Linked DNA regions of Mus musculus: region 1 is linked to region 2. A link is a contact called in public Hi-C data. All regions are on one chromosome and are shown on one strand. The core of a region is the stretch at or near the end of the contact, and the rest is flanking DNA. Distances in the headings are between cores, read along the strand shown.

The links. A called contact is a pair of places that touch in the nucleus more often than the background predicts.
Region 1: a contact with region 2 is called in a Hi-C map of the N1E-115 cell line, with 3 times the contacts expected there. A contact is called at or near these places in 2 of 484 Hi-C or Micro-C datasets (the N1E-115 cell line and tail fibroblasts), 1 of 130 datasets of targeted methods (the NIH/3T3 cell line) and 1 of 9 other capture datasets (embryonic stem cells).

The regions. Positions count from the first base shown.
Region 1 is chr19:30,487,387-30,492,897 of GRCm38.p6, reverse strand. It overlaps the pseudogene Gm17885. Among named protein-coding and RNA genes, the nearest start is that of Dkk1, 59 kb to the left of the region's middle.
Region 2 is chr19:30,326,047-30,331,734 of GRCm38.p6, reverse strand. No RefSeq gene overlaps it. Among named protein-coding and RNA genes, the nearest start is that of Gm36319, 66 kb to the left of the region's middle.

The sequences.
Region 1 (5,511 bases), core at 483-2,982, 160 kb before region 2:
GCGAAGGAAGTGGAAGGTTTGGTGCTTGGATCTGAGCAATGGAATCCAGTAAGGCCATGCTAGGGGTGCATTGAATATCCTGTGTGTGCACATCTTTAAATTTTAGGCTCTGTGTTTACTAATCATCGCCTTCTGTTAATACATTCTTTTCCCTAGAGTGTGAATAGCTTACCAGATTACTACTGGCATTGTTTGTAATCTCATTCCAAACATGATTTCCTGAAAGGAGCTCAAGTCAGCAATTCCCCCTACAAGCTATCAGTTAGAGTGGCTTCTTCCTACATGAGGCATAATCGTCTATTATTTTTCCTTGTAATTTAATTTTACTGTCAAGTTTAGGAGGAATCTAGCCATCACTTGCCAGTGTTCATGATTTTGAGCATTCTGTTTTTTAACTTTGTCCTTATGGATTTATTTTAAGCTTCTTTGCTTAGGTATCCCCCTGGTTTCTTCCTTTGCAAATGGGTTTGCACTGTAAAGATTCTAAATTTGAGTTGCCCTTCTGTGATGGCTGGTCTTGGTTGTGAACTTGACTCTATCTGGAATGAACTACAGTCCGGAAATGGAGGGCACACCTGAGACCTGAATCTTAAGGCAGGAAGACACAGGTTTTTGATTCAGATCTTGAGGTGGAATGACACACATCTTTAATCCAGGTCTTGAGGCACATCTTTAATCAGGGCCATACCTTCTGCTGGAAGCCATAGAAGAACAGTGGAAGAAGGACAGATTCATTCATCCTTAGCCTGCTTGCCCTTACTTTGCCAGCACATCCTTTTCTTCACTGACATTGGAGCCTACTTCCTGGATTCCAGCTTATCTGAAAGACCAGCTGAGACACCCGGCTTCGTGGGACTGAGAAACTACTATATTCTTGGACTTTCCATTAACATCTGACCATTGTTGGATTAATCGAACTGCAGCCTATGTCATTCCAATAAATTCCCTTCACACACACACATATGCATATATGTATACACGTGTATCTATATATACATAGATATATGCACATATAAATACATATGAGAGAGAGAGAGTGTGAGAGAGAGAAAGAGAGATAGAATATTCATTTCATTCTGAAGTTCTGTGACCCTAGAGATCCTTAATACATCTTCATTTTAGAATCTCACAGTATAAAATTTTACTGTTTTTTTAAAAATATTTTTACAAATAGCTGTTTATACTCCTTTTTCTTACTCTTCCATTCTCCTATGTGATAATCAGTCTTTCTCATTTAGCTTTAAAACAATCTTGCTCAAAATTGAAGCTGAAGAGATGGCTCAGTGGTTAAGAACACTTGTTTTAAGTTCAGTTTCCAACACCCACATGGTGACTCACGTTACCCATAACTCCTTCCAAGGAATTGGATGCTCTCTTGTAGAGTCTGAAGGCACCAGGTCTGCATGTGATACACAGGCACATATGAAAGAAACACACACATACACTAGATCTAAAAGAAGAATTCTTGGACATTAGAGCCCTTTCAGGGGCTGAGTTTGTGGCATGTGATTTTTTTTTTCAGGGTTTTTAATACATTAATCTTTCACTCTCCCTGGCTGCTATTGGTTTTGAAATAGCCTTAAATATTCCAAAATTTCATAAAAAGAATTTGAAGCTTAGTGGTACCAGTGAGAGTGAAAGCCGGGGCACTGCACGGCTTATATGAGTAATAAGGAAGGAGGCCAGACTGAAAGACTGCAGAGTTACTGATCAGCAGGAGGGGGGCAGGAGGGGCGATAGAGTCAGGGGAAGCGCAGTTTCCCAGTGGTAGTTAGCCCTTGGTGACTAAGGAACAGTTCAGGCAGCTGACAGACGGCTCCCAACACCAGACACACCGGAAATGAAAAGTGTTTTATCTGTTTCTGCCTTCAGATCCCAAGTCTGCAGACTGGAGCGAGAGGCTATGTTAGACTCCTGAGTAAAATCCCGGCCATCGATGTTCTGGTTGGGCTTTGAATGTGACTAGGTCCCTAGAAGGACAGATATTCCAAATGACAAGCCAACTGACCTCACCGAATGAGCAAAATCTGAAGACCCTTCTCAGCCCCAAACTACTGAGAGCTGCAAGAAGGGACTCCAGCCTTCCAGTGCGGCAACTGTGTGGGGCCCGTCACGGCTGCTGTGGATGAAGACCATGTACCCTTCTATTTCCTTCTTTCTAACAGATTGTTTGTATACATGAGTGTTTGCTGCTTGTAGGTACGTATACCACAGGTGTGTCTCGCACACCAGAGAGAGCACAAGATACCCTGGAAGTAGAGTAACAAGCAATTATTGATGATTAGCCACGTGGGTGTTGGGATCCAAGCACAAGTCCTCTGCAAGAGTAGGAAATGCTCTTAACTGCTTAGCTGTCTTCCTAGTCCATATCTTTCCATTTATATTAGGTGTGTTCTCCTCCTCCTCCTCCTCCTCCTCCTCCTCCTCCTCCTCCTCCTCCTCCTCCTGTGTCCCCCTCCTCCTCTTCTCTGGTTTTAGTTTAGTATCTTCAGTTGTAATCTCCACGTACAGTGTGTAGTTTGGTCCAGTTCTTCCTGTGCACATATAGCATGTGTCATTGCAGTGTTTCTTCTCACCACAGTGATTTTCTTCATGCTTCACTTTCCCTCGTCATGAACCCTAGGACAGTGCGTATTAACACTTTAGGGATCTGAGGACAACATTCTGGTACAGCTGTGGCAGATGATAGATAGGATGGGGGTGATGGCTCAACCTGCTTTGCATCTACCTGCAGGTAGAAATCCAGGATACCCCCAGAGCTCTATAATGCTTTCTAAGGATAGGGGAAGCAGGGAGATATGGTGGATGAGATATGAGATTTCATGTCCCAGCATAAGGTGACGCACATAAGGACAGCATATGGATCCCCCCTCCTTTGTTCCCTGCCATGGAACAATGAATGCCAGCTGCCTCAGCTGGAAACAGTTAGTCCAGGAAGTTCGACTGTCCCTAGAAATTCCCGGTGGACCTGCATGACTTGTCTGTGACTAGCTATGTTTTTTCTGTCCTTTGTTTAATTCTTAATTTACAATTATCCTATACTTTAAAATGCATTTCATTTTCCTTTGAGTTATTTCATGTATTTTAATGTCAAATGTCTAACAGTCCTGTTTTATCTTTAGGACTTCATTACATTTCACTTTTGTCAAAATTTTTTAACATAAAATTTTTTCACAATATTTTGAATTTTTTGTCATCTAAATTTATTTCTTTCTAGCTGTATTGTCTACATTTTCTGTGTCTCAATTGTTTTATTTCTTCCTCATTTGCTTATTTGGAAAATGCTTATTAATTTCTTATTTGGTGTTAGAAAACATTATTTTATATATCTTTATATATCTTAGGACTAAGTTAAGTCTTAGATACAATCTACTCCCTTCCCCACAAAATATTCTGTTCTTATTCAATAATACCTACATAACATTATGTAATTGTTAATGTTTTATCATTAATCAGTACTTTACACCCTGTGCTATGAATAACAAATTCACATTAGTTTTCTATGAACTGTCTGCTGGTACATGAGGCTCTGAGAATAGGAATATCTGTGTCTTTTATAATTCCTGTTTGAATTTGGTATATATTTTATGCATTACTGGAAACTCTATAGCTATTCCTTTGATTTTCTCCCTGGGTTCTACTGGAGGGACTGTTTCCCAGATGAACCAAGACTGGACAGCAGCAGTGAGTTAGCATATCTTGGACATATGCCTCAGAAACAACATAGCCAGTGTGTATCACTAACAACCCTCCCCCCAGCATGTGGGTCTTCTTAGATGAACACCAGGCTTCTTAGAACCTGGAATTGTGTTTCTTAATCATTCGTTCATTCATTCAACAAATATTTCATAAAAGTTTTATGTGTGTGTTTTGATAAATCTCAGCCCAAACTGCTTTCTTTTCTGCCTTTACTCTCTACAGACTTTGATTTCTCACTCTCATCTTAGTCTATGTCACACTTTTTATGGAAAACCCTTCTGCCATATTTTGGAATCTCGTCTAAGTAATCAGACACGTGATTTCCAGATTTCCTTTTGTAATTTTCATCTCCATTCCGCTTAGGAATTTATCCTCTCTTGAAGAGCAGAGTATTGGGCCTGTCTCATCAGGCAATGTGGCCACAGTGCTGAAAACTGCTTCAGAAAGAAGCCAAATGTGACACTTTCTCTTAACAGGGCCCCTTTTTAGTTTCTATATTTTTTTCTGGGTTAGTGTTGAATCTCAAATGGAATTAGCAAGCTTTGTAAGTCCCCTTGATGACTTCCATAGATGACCCTCTAAGTGAACAGTTCTCACCTGTGTGCCTGAGGCTTTGATCATCTAGGGCTATAAGACTTTGCTTTATGTATAAAACGCTCCTCCCACTACCCTGAACTGTCACTCTCCACAAGACAATGCACAGTTGGTTGGCAACTGCCAGCAAATGACACCAATTGCCACCAAACTTCTAGCTCCTCAGAACAGCTACCGGATTGAAAGAACAGCACTCACCTCTCCAACCCTCTAGCTCCTGTGGCAAGGACAGTCTGTCTGCATCATCACAGGCTCATTATGTTTAAAATGGAAGCACTGAAGAAAGGGAGGTTAATTCGGGCTCAAATAATTGAGGTCAAGTATTCTTAACAATCTACTGAGAGAGTTTGAAGAAAACAATAAAAGTAAGAGGAATGCCTTGTGCATTGACACTTTGTCACCAATGATCTCAAAGTTTATTTGAGAAATACTTCTCTAAAAAGTCTTCACTTTACAGAACTACTATGTACGCATCCAGTAAGAGCTGAATTGATGGTTTGTTTGAATAATCCCTTGGTGAATAATATTGTTGGAAAGTTTTGACTATGTTACAAAAAGAAAAGTCTGCTAAATGCAAACATATTTTGGGGAATTCAAATACAACAAGATCATTACCATACATTGGTCATTAATAAAAGGGGGTGGGCCATTCAATCAGTAGCTATAATTGAAATCAACAATAGAATTTTAATTGTGCCATAATGGGATTTTAATTATGGTTCTAGTTATTCTTTTTACTGTTTTTATTTATATTTACATGAATATCAAATATTGAAGAGGCAATGTATTTAAGTTTGCTGTGTGAAATTGTCATCAGGTTGTCTCAAAGCTCAAAAAAGGCAATCTTACTTTGTATTTTCTCGTTGATTATTTTGGGAAAGTATTCTCTTACTTTTGAGGATAACCCTTAATATGTTTTTGTAAGATAGGCTTGAGAGAATTGTGGCAATGAGTCACACATCTAGACTGGCCCTATTGGATATTTTGTGACAAAAGGTTATGTGATTACATTTAGAAATACAGCTGCCCAGGCATGGAGAGGTGACTCCGCAATGAAGAAAGTTCTGCTCTTGCAAAGAACCTGAGTTTATTTCCAACATCTATATTGAGCTGCTCAAACTGCCTGTAACTACAGCTCCAGGGGATCCAACACCCTTTTCTGTACTATGTACAGGTATTCACGTGCACACACACACACACACACACACACACATTCAC
Region 2 (5,688 bases), core at 2,890-5,389:
TTTGGCTTTGAAGTGAAAAAGCAAACAAAAAATTAAGTGTTTTTCTCTATCATTAATGTCTGTTTTTTTCTCTACCATTAATGTCTACACTGTTTTAGTTGTACATATTGTTTTATTGCTTCACTGTCTGTGTTTTCTTCACATTTCCAAAGACTGTTAAAGGATGGTATGAGTTGAAAGAGATGATTAAATCATTGCTATTGATAGCCCAGGTTCTACAAGTAATACGGGTAAAACCCAAACTGAGACTTACGCAAAGATACATGTAACTATTAAAAGTCCAGAAAAATACCTGATATGTAAAAGGAAAGAAAGACATGCAGTGAAAAAGCACAGATGGCAGGGTTGGGGTAAGATGGTCACAAGATCATGTCAGAAAGCCCAGGTCCTTCCATTAACACAGAGTCTTCCTTTTACTGATGATGGATTCCATTCTGGTGAGACTGAACTTTGGTCTCCCACTGAGAAGGTGCCATGTTGGTTAATGGTTCCCCCCAGTACCATTAAGTATGGAGTAGTAAGTGGTGTTCTGTGAAGATTCCTCATGACTTATATTGACCTGTATTCATGAGGTCGTATCTGAATTTATTACCCAACAAACTACCACAGCCAATTCTGAAGGACGAAAACTCACACAGGATCCTCCATCTCCGGGCAATGCCTACCGAATGATCGTTCTTCTAAAGATTTTATATTTCCCAAGAGACTTCCTCCTCTAGCTTCTTCCTGAATGAGGAAGTGCTTATAATCTCACCTCTTAAATTACACGTTAAGGCCTCACAAACCACAGACAAGGAAGGAACAGGGTCAGCACTAATTTCATAAGCTATCTATAAGGGAATTAATTGCAAAGTGACTTACTTTTCTTTTTAAGAAAGAAGTTGTAAAAGAGTCCTATAAATTGTGAAGGAGGAGGGATAACGTTTTTCTCAAAAGGAGGGAGAATGGTAATAAAATGTTAAAATGGCGTGGATTAAACCTGACTGGACTCTCCTATAAAAATTAAACCAAGCAGAATGGTAATAAACATCACTAAAAAAAATCACCCTCTCTCTCTCTGTCTCTCTCTGTCTCTCTCTGTCTCTCTCTCTCTCTTTCTCTCTCCCTCCTTCTCTCTCTAATACTTTTAAGTTATAATTCAAGAGACAGTATTTAAGGTTGAATTTAGTATTCTTCAAGATAATTCTTTTTTAAAACTATTGATATGTATTCGTTGTACATAGTGATGTTTCAGAAAGATATATATCCAAGTATATCATGTACTTTTAGCACATTGGTACTGCCCCACCTCCCCACTAGCCCTCTTTCCCTAGTCTCATTTCCACATTTATTTTCATATGTGTGTATATATATATATTTCACATTTAAGAGAAAACATGATATTTGTCCTCCTGAGTCTGACTTACTTAGCTTAATGTGATAAGTTCCAATTGTACCCATTGTTCTGGAACTGACAATATCTTTCCTTTTATGTTTAGATAAAAGATACACTGTGCATACACGTCACATTTTCTTGTGTTGTTTTGTTTTGTTTTTGTTTTTGTTTTGTTTTGTTTTTCAAGGCAGGATTTTTCTGTGTAGCTCTGGCTGTCCTGGAACTAACTCTGTAGACCAGACCAGGCTGGCCTCAAACTCAGAAATTTGCCTGCATCTGCCTCCCAAGTGCTGGGATTAAAGGCGCACGCCACCACGCACAGCTACATCACATTTTCTTTATCTATTCATCTGTTAGGATATACCTAGACTTGTCCTCTCAGGTGCCAGTTATGAGTAGTGGTACAATCAATATAGTTGTGTGGCAATCTTTGTCATACAGGGACTTAGATTCCTTTGAGTATACCCACAGGAAGCACAGTTGGGTTTGAGGTCATTACATTTGAAGGTTTTCTAAGAAAGCACTAGAGTGATTTCCATAGTGTTTAAATGAATTTATATGCTCATCAGCTGTCTATAAGGATTCCTCTCTCTCTCTCTCCACATCCTCCTCAACATTTCTTATCATTTTGCTTCTTAATGATAGCCATCCTGGCTGAGGTAAAATGAAAATGCAATGTTCCCTTCCTTGTTATGAAATGGCTCCCCTTGTTTCTTCTAAGTTTTGTTCAAAGTCTTCTCCATCAGAAATCAGAATACTATGTCAACCTGTTTGCAGCTTCCGTTCACTTGGTAAAGTATTTTCTATCCTTAGACTCTCTGTGAGTGCTTTTCAAAGAGAGATGTTAGAGCTAATTTCCTAATTCAGTTAGGCAGTCTGTGTCTCTCTTGATGAGGTGAGGCCATTTGTCAACATTCTTATTATTAAAAGATGAGCCTAACTCCTGTGGTTTTACTTAAACCTCTCTGGTGGACAGAACACTGTTCATCCTTCACCTTCCCCCTGTGAATAGCAGGCATTTGCTGGTTGACTCTGTTGGATATAATAGAGTCCTTTCTGGTTCCCCTTCATCCAACTCTTCCTTCTAAGATTTTAGTCTTTCCTGCTTCCTACTTATTGAGACTGTCGTTGTCAAGAGCATTACATCATTAGAAGATTCTTTGTCAATTTCAAAACAGAGTCACTAGTTTATCAATCTTGTTTAGCAGGCACTTACTTCCACGGCTTGAAATGCATCATGTGCCTTCTAGCACTGACAATGAGAGGGGTGATGCAATTCTGGTGTGTTTTCTGTCATACGAAAGTTGATGTTTTCCCTTTCAGCTTTTAACATTACTTGTTTGTCTCACGCATCTGACATGTTGACTATAATGCAGCCTACAGAGGTTTTTCTCCATCATGTCTACTTGGAGTTCTAAATGCCTCTTGCATTTGGATGTCCATTTCCTTACCAAGATTTGGAGGGTTTTTTTTAATGCTGTAATTTCGTTGGCTAGGTTTCCTTTAGCTCTTAAGTCAGCCTTTTCTATTTCATGGCCTGTTAGACTTGGGTTCCTGATCATATCTCAAAGCTCTCGAATGTTGTGGTCATGCTTATTTATGTCTTTTCTTTTTTGAGAGAGAAAGTCTCACTATGTTGTTTCAGTTGTTCTAGAACTCACTAGGTAGGCTAGGCTGGCCTTAGACGCAGAGAGCTGCCTTCCTCTGCCTCTTGAGTGCTAGAATTAATATTTTTTTTCCTTCTTAATGTGTAAATGAGGCCTTTCTTTGACTTTCCTTTTCAACCTTCAGTTTTTTGGGGGGACGGTTGTTTGGTTTTGGTTATTGTTTTTTGTTTGTGTTTTGTGGTTGGTTGGTTGGTTGGTTGGTTGGTTGGTTGGTTGGTTGGTTGGTTTGGTTTGGTTTGGTTTTATGCTTGGTTGAGTACACTGGTAATGCTTCTCAGTATGGTTCACATTTGATTCATTGACGCTTTCCTTTCCAAGGTCTCTGACTTTTTTTTCCAAAACTCCAATCTCCTTGTTGAATTTTTCTTCCTTCTGTGTTGCTGACATCGATGTTTTGTTTTGTTTTACCAATCTCCTCATATACTTTGCTAACTTTTTCTTCTGTGTTCCCATCTTTCCTTTCCAGGTTTGGTTAACTCAATCTACTTCTTCTTTAAACTTTCTTTCAGTTGATTAATTTTACTAGTAAATTTTTGAATTCTTCATCTGGCATTTACAATAATACCATATACTAAAGGATAATGTTTGAGTAGCTTCTTCCTGGTTCCTCAAAATTTAGAAACTGGCAGTGATATAAATGCATGGGAATATACATGGACCAGGAATTCATGGGTTCTTGCCTTTCTTATGGTTTAGACTGTTGCTTAGTCTGCATTGGATAGGTGCTTCCTGTCTACCAGAGCTGTCTTCTCCATATTGATAGCTTTCCTTCTTTGATTATTATTGCCCTCTGATGGCCATACTTAGCTATGCAGTCTTTGGGGCTGAAACACTGTCTGAAATTATTCTGCCTAAGCTGACTAACTTTCTAAATGGAGAATGCCCTTCACATACCCTAGAAGTGTGAGAGATACCCACTACACTATTATCCACATAGGTTAGGAATCTCTTCATAGTCTCAAGCCCTCTTGAGCTTTAATATAGCCTAAGGGACAGAAGCTTCTATTGGTATCAAATATGCCCTAGAACTTAACATTTGATAGGCTGTGTGGCAGTGAATGACAGGACACTCCAGAAGTTGAACCATCTGTTTGTGTGATGATCAAAGCCATTAAATCCCAAGGTTGTTTTCAGTTGTCACTGAGGACACGCCTGCCTCTATGCACTTTTTGACCTGAGTTTAACCTCTTGGTGCTTGTCAATATTTTGTCCTCTTGGCCTTCCTGTTCTTTTCCTCATTCTCAGGCTTCTATGAGCCAAACCAATGGTCCCTAATCTGTGGTTGAGTCTTCTCCTCAGCAATCCCAGGTAGTAGATAAGTTTCCAACAGTACATTCTGTCTCACTGTAACCCCTGGCTATGCACTCCTACTTATATAGAGTGACAAACTGTCATGCAGTGGTGGCACATGCCTTTAATTCAAGCACTCAGAAAGCAGAGGCCTGAGTTCAAGGCATGCCAGAACAACAGAGTGAGTTCCAGGACAGCCAGAGCTACACAAAGAAACCCTGACACAAACAAACAAAACTCCTAACTATATCTTCAGAACCTTATGAGATATCTGTATCTCTAAATTTGATTTTTAATCAAATGTGAATAAAGAAAAAGGTTGGCAGTGTTTTTAGAAAACACTGATCTTTTGAAGGCCTTCTCGGGGATTTAAAGGCTTTTAGAAATTATTGGTTATAAACCAACCTCCTAAGTAGCCTGACACTTTCCATCTTAAATGTGTGTACAGTTAAAATGTGAATAGTGAGCATATTGTAATAACCTGCCAGCAGAACTCAATAAGTTCAACTGAAAGCTGGATTTTTAAATGAAAATTGAAAGTTTGAGTGAAGGTTTCAGTTGGGCAAAAAAATTCCAGGGTTCAGCAAGGGCAGAGTCTATCTCAGAGTCATTATCAGTTAGAGTTTACTTAAAATCACAGTCTTATTGGATAGTTGCTAAAACATGCTGGTCTGACCTCTTCCTCTTGTTTTGTTTGTTTGTTTTTAACTTTAAAAACAGTGCAACCGACTCACACATGTGGTTATGAGGTGAAGGCAGGTGGTCTCCTGCTGACCTACTAGACCTTCTCTCCTGAAGTGCTAATATCTCAGAGTCTAGGCCACAAGCTTGTGATTATGGTAGAAGGGTAATGACTTGCAAAGGCTTGAGGTTTCCTGAGTTTAGTTTGGGAGCTTGTTCGGCACTGGCTAGTTTGTGATATTTTCAGTTATTCCCTGTGCCTTACATTTTTATACTTCAGTTTATGCAAGTCATAAAATTTACCATAAATGTGTTAAATGGGTTAGTAGTAGTAGTAGTAGTAATAGTAGTAGTATTTATTAGTGTTGTTGTTGTATTTTAAGACTCCCTCATTTTTTCCTACTTTCCAATATTTTATAGAATTATTTCCTCCCACCCCGGATCACAGTCCCTGACATTCTTCTTTCTTCTAATCGCTCTCTAAAAAATTTAACACGAACCAGTTGTAGTAGCACATGTCTATAATCCCAGCACTAGAGAGGCTGAGGTAAGAGGATCATAAGTTGGAGGCTGGCCTAGACAACATATCAAGACACTTGCCTCAAGAACAAAATGACAACAATAGCTCAAATACAGTCAAACAGGTAGAGGTCTTTAAAGAGGAAACTAATAAAT